Linked DNA regions of Mus musculus: regions 1, 2, 3 and 4 are each linked to region 5. A link is a contact called in public ChIA-PET, HiChIP or PLAC-seq and promoter capture Hi-C data. All regions are on one chromosome and are shown on one strand. The core of a region is the stretch at or near the end of the contact, and the rest is flanking DNA. Distances in the headings are between cores, read along the strand shown.

Region 1 (2,700 bases), core at 39-2,538, 950 kb after region 5:
ACTGGCACCATCTCTCCAGCCCCTGGACATATTGTTTTATGGTGTAGCCTTAGGCTGGGATCCAAAAATCTTACAGAGAACAAATGAAACAACAACCGAGCTGCCTAGGGTTACAGCTCTCTATCATCTTGCTATCTTTGCCTTATATCCCTCCAGGCATCTAGGTTTGAATAGTTTTTCAGGGTAGGATCTCAGTAAGTTGTTGTCAAGGCTAGCCTAGAATTTTAAAGTCTCTCACCTTAGCCTCAGGAGAGTGAGATTTACTGGCATGCATTCCCACTCACTGTTTTGTTTGGTGAGGTTGTTCTATAGTTTAGAATGCACAAATAGGCAAACTCTACAGTGATGCTTGTGGTGATATGAAATAATACATGCGTATCCTCCACAGATTCTCTTTTCTCTCTCTTTCTTGGAGACAGGGTAGCTGTGAAGTTTCAAACCCGGGATGATCCGCTGAGGTGCCTATATAAGATACCAAAGCAGACCTGGTCTCCAGCTTCTGGCATCCTCCAGTCCTTATCTGTTACAGGGTTTGGCTGACATACCCCGCCCTCCAGGCCAGGGGCTAGGCTGCCCTTCCCCTAGAGGCTCTTCCCTATATAATCCAGACATCTTGACTACCTTCCTCTTTTTACACCTTTTGACCTTCTGACTGCAGGATCTGTTTCCCCTCTCCTTCCCGCCTCTCCTCACAGGGCCCAGTTCTGCCTGGTCTCGTCCCCTTCTGGACTCTCCTAGATGGCCTCCCTCTGAGTATAGTATGCTCTCCCACATACCTACAATAAACCTTCTTCTCCACTATACCTTTTATTTCTCTATGTAAACCAGGCTGGCCTTGAACTCATGGAGATAGTTGCTCCTGCCTCTGTCCGGGTTCGGAGTGTTGGAACGAAAGGTTTGCGCATCCACTCTCCATTCTCCAGAAACTCGGACAACCAAGCTTTGGCGACCATCTCAGGCTTACACCTCGGGTCTAAGGGACGACTACAGACCTGAGACCGAGGGCCAGGATAGCCCAGCGCTGGGCAGTCTGAGGGCTTCTGTGGGGTCCGCGTCCTTCTCCTCAGAAGGACAGCCCCAAGCTTAGTGACCTACCAGCTTAGGAGGCGCTCGGGTCCCACCTCCGGGAACCTTCCGCTCGCATCTCTAGGGAGAGACCCCGCCCTCTGCGCAAGCGCACCTCGCGGCGGCGGCTACCCCTTTAAGATCGCTTTAAAAATCCTCCGACCGCCGCCCCCTCCCGCCCCCGCTTCCTCACGGCTTCCGCGCCGCGTTCCCACAATGCAGTGCGGCTGAGCGCCTCGGGAGCCCGCGGGGGAGGCTGCGGCGGGGGGCCCCGGGCTGAGGAGGCGGCGTCGGCGGCGGAGGCGGCTGCGACGGGACGTGGGCTGCGGCGGGCCCGCGGCGTCGGCCGGTGCGGATGTCGTCGGGCTGGGCGGACGAGCGCGGCGGCGAGGGCGACGGGCGCATCTACGTGGGCAACCTTCCGTCCGACGTGCGCGAGAAGGACCTCGAGGACTTGTTCTACAAGTACGGCCGCATCCGCGAGATCGAGCTCAAGAACCGGCACGGCCTCGTGCCCTTCGCCTTCGTGCGCTTCGAGGACCCGCGGTGAGGATTCCGCCGGCGGCTCGCCCCATCTCCGCCGGGCCCGGCCTCCCCTCCCCTCCCCCAGCGCCTTCCCCTCCCCCTCCCCGCCGTGCTGACCCCTCGCGGCGCCCCCCCCCCACCCCCGGCTGGAGGCGGCTTTGCCTGGTGTCACTTCCTTCAATCGGAAGGCTCCAGCCCGCCCGACTTGCCCCCGAGGAGGGTAAAAACCAGCGCGCTCTGCCCAGCCCTCGAGTTTGGGAAAAGCACCCTAACGGGAAGCACCCCGAAATGAGGGAAGCGCGGGGCTCGGGTCCCCCGAACCGACCCTGCAGAGGACTCGGCCGAAGGCGACAGTCGCCCATCCCGCCCCCTCCTCCCGAGTCCGGGTTCGGGTCTGTGGGTGGGGGTGGCCCTCGCCGTTACCGGGGAACAGACGGCGTTGGCGGGGACCACAGGTTGCCTTGGGCGGCTGAAAAGCGGGGTGTCTGGAGCCAGCCCTCACTTGGGCGCCCCACCGAGCCTAGTTCTAGTAAAGGGGGATCAGATTAAACAGCGGGAGAGAGAGACGGGTGGGGGGTTAGCATCTCTGATTTCATTCCCCTCTAATGAGGGAAGTTAATTCCCCGCCAGAAGCCAGAAGTTAATTGTAGCAGGGATGTGGAAAAGCTAGGCTCCCCCAAAACCCGCGCCGAAGGATCTTTGATTTTTTTTTTAATTATTATTTTTATTTTTTTTGTGTGTGTGTGCAAATGTCGTGAGCCCTGGGTCAGGAAGAGGCCGGAAAGTATGCTTTAGTTTAGAGATCTCTGCGCCGTTGGCGGTCGTCCCCTTGGGAGGGTCAGTAAGGACCTGTTCCCTGTCTTCTCAGCCTCGTTGGGAGGAGAGCTTCATCTCTGCCTGCCGACCCGGTGTCTCGCCGGCCTGGGTTGGAGATTACGGATTCACAGTAGAAGTACTCCGGACTTCGATGGTTGAAGACTAACCCAGCTTATCCCCTAAGTGTCTTGCAGTTTGCCTCAAAAAATAGACTGAAGCTTTTTTTTTTTTTTTTAAATACAAATGAACGTGAGAAAAATTATGGCCCTAATGAACAGTGCCATTGTGTCTTTA
Region 2 (2,700 bases), core at 33-2,532, 560 kb after region 5:
GTGTCAATGTGCTGGTTCTGAAGTCAGCAATGCCAACAGTGCTCCCTCTCGCCAGTATTGTACACAACAACAGACACATGGGTGGGGCTGCTTCGGAAGTTGTTGGAAACGCTGTCTTAAACCCAGGTCAAAAGTCAATCACTTTTGTAATGAAACTCAAACAACTCAAACGGCAACTTTTAAGCTCGGGTGTTCTAATAGAAAACAATCAAAAGGTGTATTAATCTGATATGTATTAAGGAGTGACATTAAAAAAAAGTCTTCGTTTTCTGCAATTAAACAGTTGTGTTTCATAAGAGCAGAAAACTTTGTGTAGGGCTGGAGAGATGGTTCAGAGGTTAAGAGAACTGACTGCTTTTCCAGAGGTCCTGAGTTCAATTCCAGGAACCACATGGTGGCTCACAACCATCTGTATTGGGATCTGGCGCCCTCTTCTGGTGTGTCTGAAGACAGCTACAGTATTCATTCATATACATAAAATAAATCTTAAAAAAAATGTTGCCTGGTAGTGGTGGTGTACACCTTTAATCCCAGCACTTGGGTGGCAGAGGCAGTCGGATTTCTGAGTTCAAGGCCAGCCTGGTCTACAAAGTGAGTTCCAGGACAGCCAGGGATATACAGAGAAACTCTGTCTCGGGAAAAAAACAAAAACAAAAAACAAAAAAAAAAAAACAAAACACACACACACACACACAAAAGCTCTCAAGTGCTAGTCTACAGGTGTTTTACGGACTATGCACTAACTGCTAAATCCTCCGCTGTTCCAAGAGTCATTCCGATCTGATTTGTTTGTTCTGTTTGTTTGTCAGACCCTCAAAAGCCTACAGTTTAACAATCTTCCTAAGATCAAAACCTGAAGTAAAAAAGGTGGCTAGTTGCCTTCCCGATTTCATTAAATCGCACATGAATTCATTTTTCCTTAAAAAATTAAAAATAAAAACAAAACTAATCCTGCTTCTGTCATCTTCTTGTTTGACTTTAGGGTATTATCGTTCCCTGTGCAAACAAGAGAAAAAAAGAGAAAAGGTGGGGAGGGGATCACAAGGAGAGACGGGGAGGAGAGGAAAGGGGAGGGGATGAGAGGAGAAAAAAGAAAAGGAAAAAGAAAAACAACAACAACAAAAAGATTGGAGAAGGTGGTGGTCTCCTGGATCCTTCCGGAGCTCATTTTTCTGTACCGTTCGCCGCCAATGGTGGTCTGGGAACTACAATTCCCATGATGCTCTGACAGGTGGGTCATGTGAGAGGGAAGCTTTTTACCCCCCACAACCCCTTGCGGCATCCCAGGATGGTGGCGCCCAGCGGTGCAATGAGCGATTCGGAGAACAGCAGCAGTAGCAGCAGCGATGCGGAGGAATTGGCACGCTGTCGCGAGGCGGCTACGCCCGCCTGGGGGCTGGAGCAGCGCCCGGGGGCAGCGGAGAGACCCGAAGCCGGTAGGGGACTTTCTGGGGCTCAGGCTCCTCCCCGGGGGCCTGAAACGGATGCGTGGTGGGGTGCGAGCCATGGCGTCCTGACGTTTTAGAGGAGCTTTCTTGGGGGAGCTTCTGAGATCTTTTGGGGATCACACTGACACCGAGGGCAGAGGGTGATTGCTTTATTCCCGTGGAGGCCGCAGAGGCACCTAAATGCCTCCTGACTGCTTTCCTCAATGCGTCCTGTGTCCTCCCTCTGGAAAGGTAACCAACCCATCACCTGTCTGAGATGACCGTGATGCCCCTCCTTCTTGTAGTCTCAGAATCCCGACTTTCTCGGCCCTCACTTGATGTCTCATTCAGACTGAGCTCACCCGGGAGTATACCTAAACGAGAGATTGCCTAGCAGACGGAATGTATCCGGCATCTGCCAGTATAATGACTCTTAATCATGGTTAGAGAATCCAACAGGCCTTATAATTTAGAGAGTAGGCAGAAATATATATATATATTGCATCTGTACTTGAACTCCTCGTGGGAATTTAATACCTTCTCCTCTCCTGCATGTGAGCTACAAGCCACAGTCACGTGATAATACCTGTTTGTCCCAGTAGACGACACCATATTGTTACATCTCGTTACAGCCTTTTACAGATACATCCAAACATTTTCTTCACAGTACACTGTTGGAAAAGAATCATTTACACTCTTACCCACCATAAAGCCCCTGAGATGTCTAGTTCCATTTCCAGATCAGTGAGTTGCCTCAGCAATTGCTACACAAACCTGCCAACCTCACTGGATTCCCAGAACCCATGGTAAAAGAGAGGATTAACTCCCAAAAGTTGTCATGTGACTTAGACATACAACAGTAAACATTTTCAAGTCTCAGAAGGGGACCGATGTAAAAACAAAGTATATAACTTATAGTTTTATTTTATTTTATTTTAGACATAGAGTCTCCCATGTAGCTCTGACTGCCCTAGAACTCGCTACATAAACCAGACTGGTCTTAAACTCATAGAGATCTGCCTGCCTTTGCCTTCTGAGTGCTGGGATTAAAGGTGTGTGTTGCCAAGCCTGGTTTAAAAAGTGGCCTTTAGATTATTCTATTACATTTTATGTTGTGTGTCTGTAGACTCACACAGGTGTCATGGGAGCTTAGAAGTCATGTGGGTCCTGGGGATCAAACTGAAGTGGTTAGGCTTGGTGGCAAGTATCTGGAGAGCCATCTTGTCTTCCTTGGAGGAGAATTGACTCACTTTATAGATGTGAAAAACAAAAC
Region 3 (2,700 bases), core at 1-2,500, 920 kb after region 5:
AATCCAGACGCACATACTGCTGCATTTGTCAAAAAAAGATATTCAAGCCGGGCGTGGTCTCGCACGCCTTTAGTCCCAGCACTTGGGAGGCAGAGGCAGGCGGATTTCTGAGTTCGAGGCCAGCCTGGTCTACAAAGTGAGTTCCAGGACAGCCAGGGCTACACAGAGAAACCAAAAAAAAAAAAAAAGTATTCATTTTTGTTCCATGTGAGTCTTTCATCCTCCCGTTCTCCACTGGAACCCTCCCACGGCTTCGGCTTCCAGTTTCCTTCCAGCAAACATAGCTTGAGAAGTTGGCAGTCTTGCGCCAGCTTTCTACAAAACTGCCATTTACCAAGCCTCCACCCAAGCCCCCCAAACCACCACTGCCACCCACTTTCCCTGAACTGTCGACTAACTCCCGACTAGAAGGCTGGCAAGATCTCCTCCTAGCCCGGCTGGAAACACCCACGCAGGCAGGCGCAACCCCCCCCCCTCCCGGAACACCCAGATGGATCCTCGGCGCAGGAATTCTACAGCAGGGGGAACTGCTCGCAACTCCCTGATCTTGGAAACCGTTGCTAGGTGGCGCTTTCCCCCAAGGAGCTGGGGGTTTAAAAAAAAAAAAAAAACTTCTGGCGTTGAGGGTCTGGTCTTCCCCAGAGGAACGCGAAACCCTTGCGTCCTTTCTAGAACTATCCATCCCGAGCCGCCCTGAGTGCTACAGGGAAACTGCCAGGCGCCCAGAGGACGCAGAATCGGGGAGTAGGAACTACGCGGCGCCGGGTCCTCACCTTCTTGATATGGGCCGCAATATCCTTCTCGATGTTGTACTTCTCCAACGCCTGGGTAGCGCACTCCACCGAGTCCTGTTGCATCTCTTCCGACATGTCTGCATTTTTGATCACCGCCTTCCGGTCGCACATGGTTACCTGTGTGGTGACGAAGCGCAGGGAAGAGGGAGAGGGGTCGGGTGCGGGCCGCGCTCGCTGCCCTCCCGACCGGCGCCCCCCTTGAGGACGACGCCCCCACCCGCTTCCGAGGGGCAGCTCCCGAGGTCCGCACCGCAGGCCCGAGGTAGGGGGGACGGGGAGGACCCGAGCCCGGTCTCACCGTGGAGCAGAGGCCAGCCGGCTGCTGCGAGCTCCTAGGGAAGGTGCGGGCGCCGCTCAAGCAGCAGAAGACAGCCGGTCGCTACCGAAGCCGTGGCGCATCTAAGCTGCCCCACGCCAGCCGCCGCCGCCTAATCCCTAGGCCCCGCCCTGCGCCCGCGGCCCCGCCCCCGGCCCGCGTCGCTATTGGCCATCCGCTACCGCCAGCCTCTCCCGATTGGCTAGCGGATTCAATGGTTCCCTCAGGATCTTTCCCCCGCGTTTTGTTGCAGACCACAATGCACCGCGCACAGCGTCGGTTGCCCGGGCGATGCGCGGCACGCGTGCGGAGGCCCACACACCCTGAAGGCGGAGCCCCGGGTCGAGTGGCTGGCTCCCGGACCACCCAGCAGTCTGGAAGGAGGTGAGGGCGGGCATTTTCCTCTCGGGGGCCCCACTGAGGTTAGCGCAGGGTGTGTTCTGGAATCGCAGGTTCTAGAAGGCTGGGAGCTGCCGCCCCAGGTGCCGCCCATTTCCACCATCTCCCCCCACCCACCCGGGGTCCGCACGATTTATGGCCTTTGACAGGTGGCCTCGAGCTTAGCAAGGGTGAGCCATCGATGCAGTTGCACTCAGGGTCTCGTAGGGCTTGGTTCGAAGCTCTGCTGTCACATTCCTGAAGTTTGTAAGTAAGTGCGTGTGTCTGAGGAGGCCCTGGGCTTGAGAGGCAAGTTCTACGTTCTGCCACTGAACCCTGTTTTCTTTCTTTTTCGTTTTTTCTGCCCGTGTCCTCCCCACCCTACCTTAGCATCGTCTCCCTAAGTAGCCCCAGGATGATCTAAAGTTCGCATTTCTTCTTGGCGCCTCCCCCATGCGCCATCACACCGGGTTAAATTCCGAATTTTATAACATGACACTACATGCTTATTTCGTACTGTAGCCCCTGTGTAGCTGGTACTGCCCTAGGAGACCGTATACATACTGATAGCCTAATGATTGAAGGAGAAATTCGGGAAAGGGATCGCGTATCCAGGAGGTAGAGCCTGTCTGCCAGGCAGTGGGGACCTCAAGATCTGGAATGTGGGTGGATGCCCAGTGTGTACAGGTGAGGCTGCTTCCTCGGATAGAATGTCCATTTGGGCAAAGTTTCTTGGCTGAGGATTTATTTATACAAAGGAAGACGTATCTTAAGAAAGTGATCCTAAGATGTGTCTCCTCTGGCATTTATGACTAATCGTACCCACATAATAAATAAATAAATAAAAATAACAAAATACTGGGCTACCCCTCAGTCAGTAGAGCATTTGCTTGGTATGAGTGAGGCCAGAGGCTGCATATTTGATCCCCAGGAGGCTCCAGGAGGGAGTCAGAACACTGGAAGACAGGAACAGAAGGATCAGAAATTCAAGTCCAGCTTTGGATAGATGGCGCCAAGGCTAGCCTGGGCTACATGAGATCCTGTGTAAACTGCCCTCCCCCCCAAAAAAATAAATGAAATAAAACGAGTCAGCAGCAGTGAGTGGGTGCTTGACCTCTGCTCAGCACCGTACCACTCACAACAGCTGTGTCTGAGAGGATCTTCTTTTTCTTGCTCTCTTTAAAAAAAAAAAAAAAAAAAAAAAAAGCTGGG
Region 4 (2,700 bases), core at 163-2,662, 970 kb after region 5:
ATGTTTGAAAAGCATTGCTCTTGGTCAATAGCTCACAACCATTTTTGGCTTTCTGTGGTAACCCCATTTAGCCCAAGCTAATCTCCATTTCATAACGTGGCAGAGAATAACCAGCAACTACTACTGATAGAAACTTCCTGATAGCTACTACTGAGAAAACGCTTGTTTTCTGACCCCAAGTGCCAGGGGCGGGATATGGGAGCATTATCTAGAGGCCTTAGGAGGGGGGTGCTACTGCCACCTAGTGGGCAGAGCCCCAAGGCAAGGCTGCTGTCAAACACCTTTTCTTTTTCTGAGAAAGTCTCCCCCCTGGCTGTCCTGGAGCTCACTTTGTAGACCAGACTGGCCTTGAACAAGACATTGGCTCTCTTTGGCCTCTCAAGTGCTGAGGCTGTACGGGAACGGCATGGAGCCTTCTGGGTTGTAAAATTGAAGTCTAGAATAAGTTTCTGCAAGGCCAGTCTTAGGTGAATTAGGTGATACAGTGGAAGACGGGCTTGTTAAAATACATCATGAGACATTATAACTGTCTTTTTTTTTTTTTTTTTTTTTTTTTTGGTTTTTCGAGACAGGGTTTCTACACGAACAGCCAAGGCAAAGAACTGATAAAACGACAGGCACTGTGAGAACCAACGGGCAGTCTGTGCTTAAGCCTACGCCAATCGCCCGGATCCCGGATCACCTTCAGGATTTGCGGCTATAAAGGGACACCCCAAACCTCCAAACTTTCCCGCAGGAAGCTAATAAAGTGCACCATTGGACAAAAGGTGACAAGTTGGAGGAGCTGAAAGCCCGCAGGCATTTACTGGGTGGCCTTTTAAGAAAACCGAGCCACGACCTACAAACTGGCTTCCCTTCCGTCAAACGAAGAGTAAATAAAATATTCTATCTGCACGGACGGACAGGCAGCCAAGATCCTAAAACTCCCCCAAGGGCTGGGCCAGGGGAGTGGACAACCCCGCAATAACGGATGCCTGGAGGACGGACGGACAGACGGACAGTAAAGGCGCAGCGCCTACCTTGGTCCTGATGCGCAGGTGAGGGTAGGCAACGAACGGGGGTCTCTCGTGCTCTTCGTGCCGCGACTTGAGGAACACGTTGAGCATGCTCACTCCCACCCCGGGCAGCGCCACGAAGTAGGTGAGGGCCTTCCACATCCGAGCTGCGGCGGGGGCCACAACGTCAGCCTCGGCCGCTCCCTCCCGCCAAGGTCACCGCCCCGGGCTCCGGCCCCGCCACGCCGCCGCACGCCACCCGCCGAGACCCCACGCCCATCCGAGAGCCCCCGGGTACCTGAACCCTCCTCGCCGTGGGCGCCACTCGACATGGGCCGCCTCAACCCGGGGAGGGCCCGGCCCAGCGGCCGAGAGACCCGAGACGCTGACAGCACCGCCGACGCCATCATGGAACTACACCGGCGCGCCGGAAGCGGAAATGGGGACGGGCGAAGGGGGCGGGACAAAGACGCCGAACGACGTTCCTATTGGGCAACGCCTTCTCAGACCTGGCTAGGAACTCCAGCGCCTGCGCACTTTATCCGTCCCTGGGGCGGCTGGAGCGAGAGCGCGCATGCGCCCCGTTCCTGTGCCCCATCTCCCTGCTTGTCAGCGCCTAGGTGAGGATGTCCGCGGAACTGAACTTTTGCGAGCTTTTCTGGTTTTAATCGCTCCCTTCTTTGGAGTCCCTGGACAGGATCTGAAGTGCGGAGAACAAGTCACGTTAGCGGAGGCGCCATTCTCTTTCCTCGCTCGCTGCCTTCTAATTCCGCGATTTCCCAGGCCCTCGACAGCCCTGTCCTTGTCGTTATCATTGTCCCTATCGCTCTTAAAGACCGTTGTTATTCTCTTCCGTTGTGCCCTACATAGACTGTAAAGTCCGCAGTGCTTAGATTTTTGCCAGCGCTGCATCCCGAGAGTTACCCGAAATCTTTCATGGCAAGTAGCAGGTGCTTTATGCAATTTAATGAATGAATGTATGAAACCGTGTATTAATGAGTCAAGGAACAGACCCAGGAACCAGTAAGGACCCTGCAATTGCCAGCAAATCTGGACTTTGTTTAGCTCCATATCCTCAGCGTTTGTTCAATGTTCCTGCTCCCGCTTTGAATACTACACACATCTGTTAAATTTTGTCTGTAGAACTTTACAAATATCTCCTTTTTCCCTTTTTATTTATTTATTTGTTTATTTATTTATTTATTTATTTTGGTCTAAAAGCCTCGCATCTTTAATGCTAGTATCTGCGAGGAAGACGCAGATGGAACTGACCCCAGGCCAGCCTCCTCTACAGAGTTCTAGGCTATCCAGAGGCTGCATAGTGAGACCCTGTCTCCATAAAAACAAAAACAACAAAACACGCTGTACTGGTTAGTTTTGTGTCAACTTGACACAGCTGGAGTTATCACAGAGAAAGGACCTTCAGTTGAGGAAATGCCTCCATGAGATCCATCTGTAAGGCATCTCAATTAGTGATCAAGGGGGAAAGGCCCCTTGTGGGTGGGACCATCTCTGGGCTGGTAGTCTTGGGTTCTATAAGAGAGCAGGCTGAGCAAGCCAGAGGAGGCAAGCCAGTAAAGAACATCCCTCCATGGCCTCTGCATCAGCTCCTGCTTTCTGACCTGCTTGAGTTCCAGTCCTGACTTCCTTTGGTGATGAACAGCAGGGTGGAAGTGTAAGCTGAATAAACCCTTTCCTCCCCAAC
Region 5 (2,700 bases), core at 54-2,553:
TCTAGGATAGTCACCCCCCCCCCCCCAGTTCTCCTGCTTTTGAGAACTTCTCCAAACAGTCTCAATGAGGATGTTGTCAATCCTGCTTACTAGGGAAGCTAGGTATTAGAATCTGGTTTCAAACGCCCTCCATTTCACAGCCCAAATCCTTAGTGACACACAGAGACTGTAAAAATACATCGGTGAGCCCAGACTATCCTGTTGTTAACTAGTTCCCAGGTTAGCCCCAGGGGACCAGTTGGTGGTCTACCGGTGCTGCTGGCCGCCTTCTACCAATGTGTGTGTCTCTTGTTTTATACCAAATAGAGCTTGACCAAAGCCAGACACAGGCCGAGTCATCTGTCTTCAGTTTGGGACTGATCTTGTGAGTGAGTGGCAGACAAAGAAGACCTGGGTTAATAGTCCACCCGCCCCCCATCCCCACCCAAGGACAAAGAACCATTCAAGGGACAGACCCTAGAGAATCTCAAGTAAACCGAAACCATCCCATAACGCAGACAGCAACAGCTGACATCCTGGGACTCCCGAGGTGTGGTCACCTAGGGCCTCAAGGGAAGTGATTAGGTAGGTATCCAGGTGCCACTTGAGGCCAGACTCTGTGGTCAGGGTACCCCGACCTCAGACATGTCTCCTTAGAATTACTGTTACCAGTCATCTCGCTCCAGACTTGTGGGTTCAGAGACGCCCCCTCCCTCTCTTGCCTGGAACCCCACCTTACTCAAGGCACAGCCTCCCAGAGGCCAGACTTTGCTCGATTCCAAGGGTACACGCTCGCCCCTCTCCACACGCCCTCGAACCCTCGTTCGTTCCCCACCCCGAGCGTCGGTCTCGATGCCTCCGCCGCCGTCTCTTTGTCCCGACGATCTCCCACGTCCCATCGCCCATCAGCACTCCAGGCTCGCCGCCCAGCGCCACCACCGCCCGCAGGACCAGCCGCCCCTTCGCAGATCCCCACCACCACCACCCCGACCACGGCTCCTTTCATTTGAAGCCCTTCCCCCGCTCCGGACCTCGCCCGCACGCGCTACTCAGCGCCCCACCGCTCCCGCTCAGCCTCGTCGCCACCCTCGCCCGCCCCGAAGCTCCCCGACGGCGGCCACCGCCCTCACCATGAAAAGTCGGAGGACGCCGGAGTCTCCAAATCCGGACTGAGAGGCAGGAAACACCCAGCTCGCTCAATGCAGGGGGCGGAGGCGGGGCCGGGGCGGGCACTTCCGGCGTCCGTCCACACCCCACTTCCGCCCCGCAGAGGGACTCTTCTTAAAGCGTTCCCCCCCACCCCCCACCCCCGTAAGCCCTAGATGGGGGGAACTCTTTTTATCAACCGTTCCCGCCTCCCCTTGGCCGAGTCAGGCGTTTAGTCCCACTTCTGGATGTTTGTTTCTCCTTTCCGTCTGCTAAAGAAGATGACAAGAGGAAAGGAGTCCTCACCTCCTCCATGGGCAAAGAAGCAGTGCGGAACTGTTGTTTCCCGGAACTGAATAATTGCTTGCTTCCCAAGAGGTGTTCGGAGCACAACACCCGGGGCAAGATGGCGGCCGGGCTTCGGCCGCTGCCCCGGGGCTGGCGGACCTCGGGGGGATCGGGCTAAGGCGGCGGTCGCTGCGGCCCGGACCCCGAGTGCGGGGCCTCGAACGGATAAAGATCTCCGGACTGCGGGTAGCGAGTGGGGACAGGATGGGCGCTTCTCTGGGCGGCGGGGCCAGGGACGGAGGGAGGCTATCTGGGGGGCCGAGTCTTGGTTTGAGTGAAGTCGGAGGAGGGACTGGCTTGCGGGCTTCGGGGATCTCCTTGTCCCCCTTCCATTGATTTCCGTGCCGAGGCGACTGGCCTTGCCAGCCAACTGATTGTGGGCGAGACGGACTTGTTCTTGTGGTTGTTGATGTCGGTGCCTGTGAGAGGCGTCGGGCCTCCGGATCACCCCAAGTGGAATTCGAGCCCAGTGCTGTCGCTCGCTGTGTGACCTTGGGTGAATCTAGTCCCATCTCTGACCCTCAGTTTCCTCCTCTGTAAATAGAGTAATTAGATTGTTTTACGGAGATTATTTTAGAATACGTTTTAGTGTGGTTCCTGACGGCTCTTGATCAAAAGCTGGAAAAACTGGATCGTATTTTGACTTAAGCCTAGCTAGCCTCACAGGGTGCCTGGCATTCTCAACTTCTCTTTGTGGTGCCTTTCTGTGTGTGTGATTCCTGAACCTTGCCTTTTTGACTTGCCGATAAGTAATTCCTTTGGGAATTCAAAGTCAGGGACGGTGGGTGAGGACACTGGCGAGTTATGTGCCCTCTGCATTTCGTTTCCCCATCTGGATAGGCTGTAGCTGTCTAAGAGCAATAGTTTGGCTTATTAATGGTTTCTTTAAGAGCTGTTGTCTTATCTTAGGCTTTTAAAATTGGGGTGTTGTAGCCTCACAGGATAGGCTTCCAAAGGGAGGCCTAGTTAAATAGATCTACAATGTCTGTTACATGGTCTACACTTAGATGGTGGCCCTTAGGCCTGGGAAACTAGCGACTTCTACCATAAAAGAAAGTCGCTCAGCAACTTGTGTTTATTTTTACTTCACAGTCTGGACTCCTGTGCGACATGTTGTGCTTCTTGAAGTTAGTCTCAACCAAATAGGTTGGTTGTAAGCAAGTTGCCTGGGGACGTAGAAGTAATGCAGAGTCTTGTCTGTTAGCGTTGAAAGCTTGGCTCTGCGGC

The links. Promoter capture Hi-C pulls out the DNA fragments that hold promoters and counts their contacts. ChIA-PET counts read pairs in DNA pulled down with a chosen protein or histone mark. HiChIP or PLAC-seq counts read pairs in DNA pulled down with a chosen protein or histone mark.
Region 1: a promoter capture Hi-C map of pre-B cells shows a contact between it and region 5, with 2.2 times the contacts expected there. The contact joins the promoter of Srsf9 here to the promoter of Ube3b in region 5. A contact is called at or near these places in 2 of 39 promoter capture datasets (liver and pre-B cells) and 1 of 484 Hi-C or Micro-C datasets (pre-B cells).
Region 2: a contact with region 5 is called in a promoter capture Hi-C map of pre-B cells. The contact joins the promoter of 2210016L21Rik here to the promoter of Ube3b in region 5. A contact is called at or near these places in 3 of 39 promoter capture datasets (hippocampal neurons, liver and pre-B cells) and 3 of 115 datasets of contacts at active chromatin or transcription factors (large pre-B cells, memory CD8 T cells and pancreatic cancer cells).
Region 3: a contact with region 5 is called in an RNA polymerase II ChIA-PET map of memory CD8 T cells, with 11 read pairs. The contact joins the promoter of Dynll1 here to the promoter of Ube3b in region 5. A contact is called at or near these places in 1 of 39 promoter capture datasets (liver), 1 of 115 datasets of contacts at active chromatin or transcription factors (memory CD8 T cells) and 1 of 9 other capture datasets (liver).
Region 4: an H3K27ac HiChIP or PLAC-seq map of thymic regulatory T cells shows a contact between it and region 5, with 6 times the contacts expected there. The contact joins the promoter of Cox6a1 here to the promoter of Ube3b in region 5. A contact is called at or near these places in 2 of 39 promoter capture datasets (liver and pre-B cells), 1 of 484 Hi-C or Micro-C datasets (CD4 T cells), 2 of 115 datasets of contacts at active chromatin or transcription factors (memory CD8 T cells and thymic regulatory T cells) and 1 of 9 other capture datasets (adipose tissue).

The regions. Positions count from the first base shown.
Region 1 is chr5:115,325,889-115,328,588 of GRCm38.p6, forward strand. It overlaps Srsf9 (serine and arginine-rich splicing factor 9), which reads left to right and starts at 1,289. Exons shown (of 4, transcript NM_025573.3): 1 at 1,289-1,611. The coding sequence starts at 1,421.
Region 2 is chr5:114,940,920-114,943,619 of GRCm38.p6, forward strand. It overlaps 2210016L21Rik (RIKEN cDNA 2210016L21 gene), which reads left to right and starts at 1,283. Exons shown (of 6, transcript NM_028211.1): 1 at 1,283-1,436. The coding sequence starts at 1,289.
Region 3 is chr5:115,299,740-115,302,439 of GRCm38.p6, forward strand. Dynll1 (dynein light chain LC8-type 1) reads right to left here and starts at 1,251. Exons shown (of 3, transcript NM_019682.4): 1 at 1,093-1,251; 2 at 774-911. The coding sequence starts at 905. Gm13830 (predicted gene 13830) reads left to right here and starts at 1,381. Exons shown (of 2, transcript NR_131932.1): 1 at 1,381-1,494.
Region 4 is chr5:115,347,546-115,350,245 of GRCm38.p6, forward strand. Cox6a1 (cytochrome c oxidase subunit 6A1) reads right to left here and starts at 1,413. Exons shown (of 3, transcript NM_007748.5): 1 at 1,294-1,413; 2 at 1,020-1,162. The coding sequence starts at 1,402.
Region 5 is chr5:114,379,317-114,382,016 of GRCm38.p6, forward strand. It overlaps Ube3b (ubiquitin protein ligase E3B), which reads left to right and starts at 1,304. Exons shown (of 28, transcript NM_054093.3): 1 at 1,304-1,659. Kctd10 (potassium channel tetramerisation domain containing 10) reads right to left here and starts at 1,189. Exons shown (of 7, transcript NM_026145.4): 1 at 1,110-1,189. The coding sequence starts at 1,112.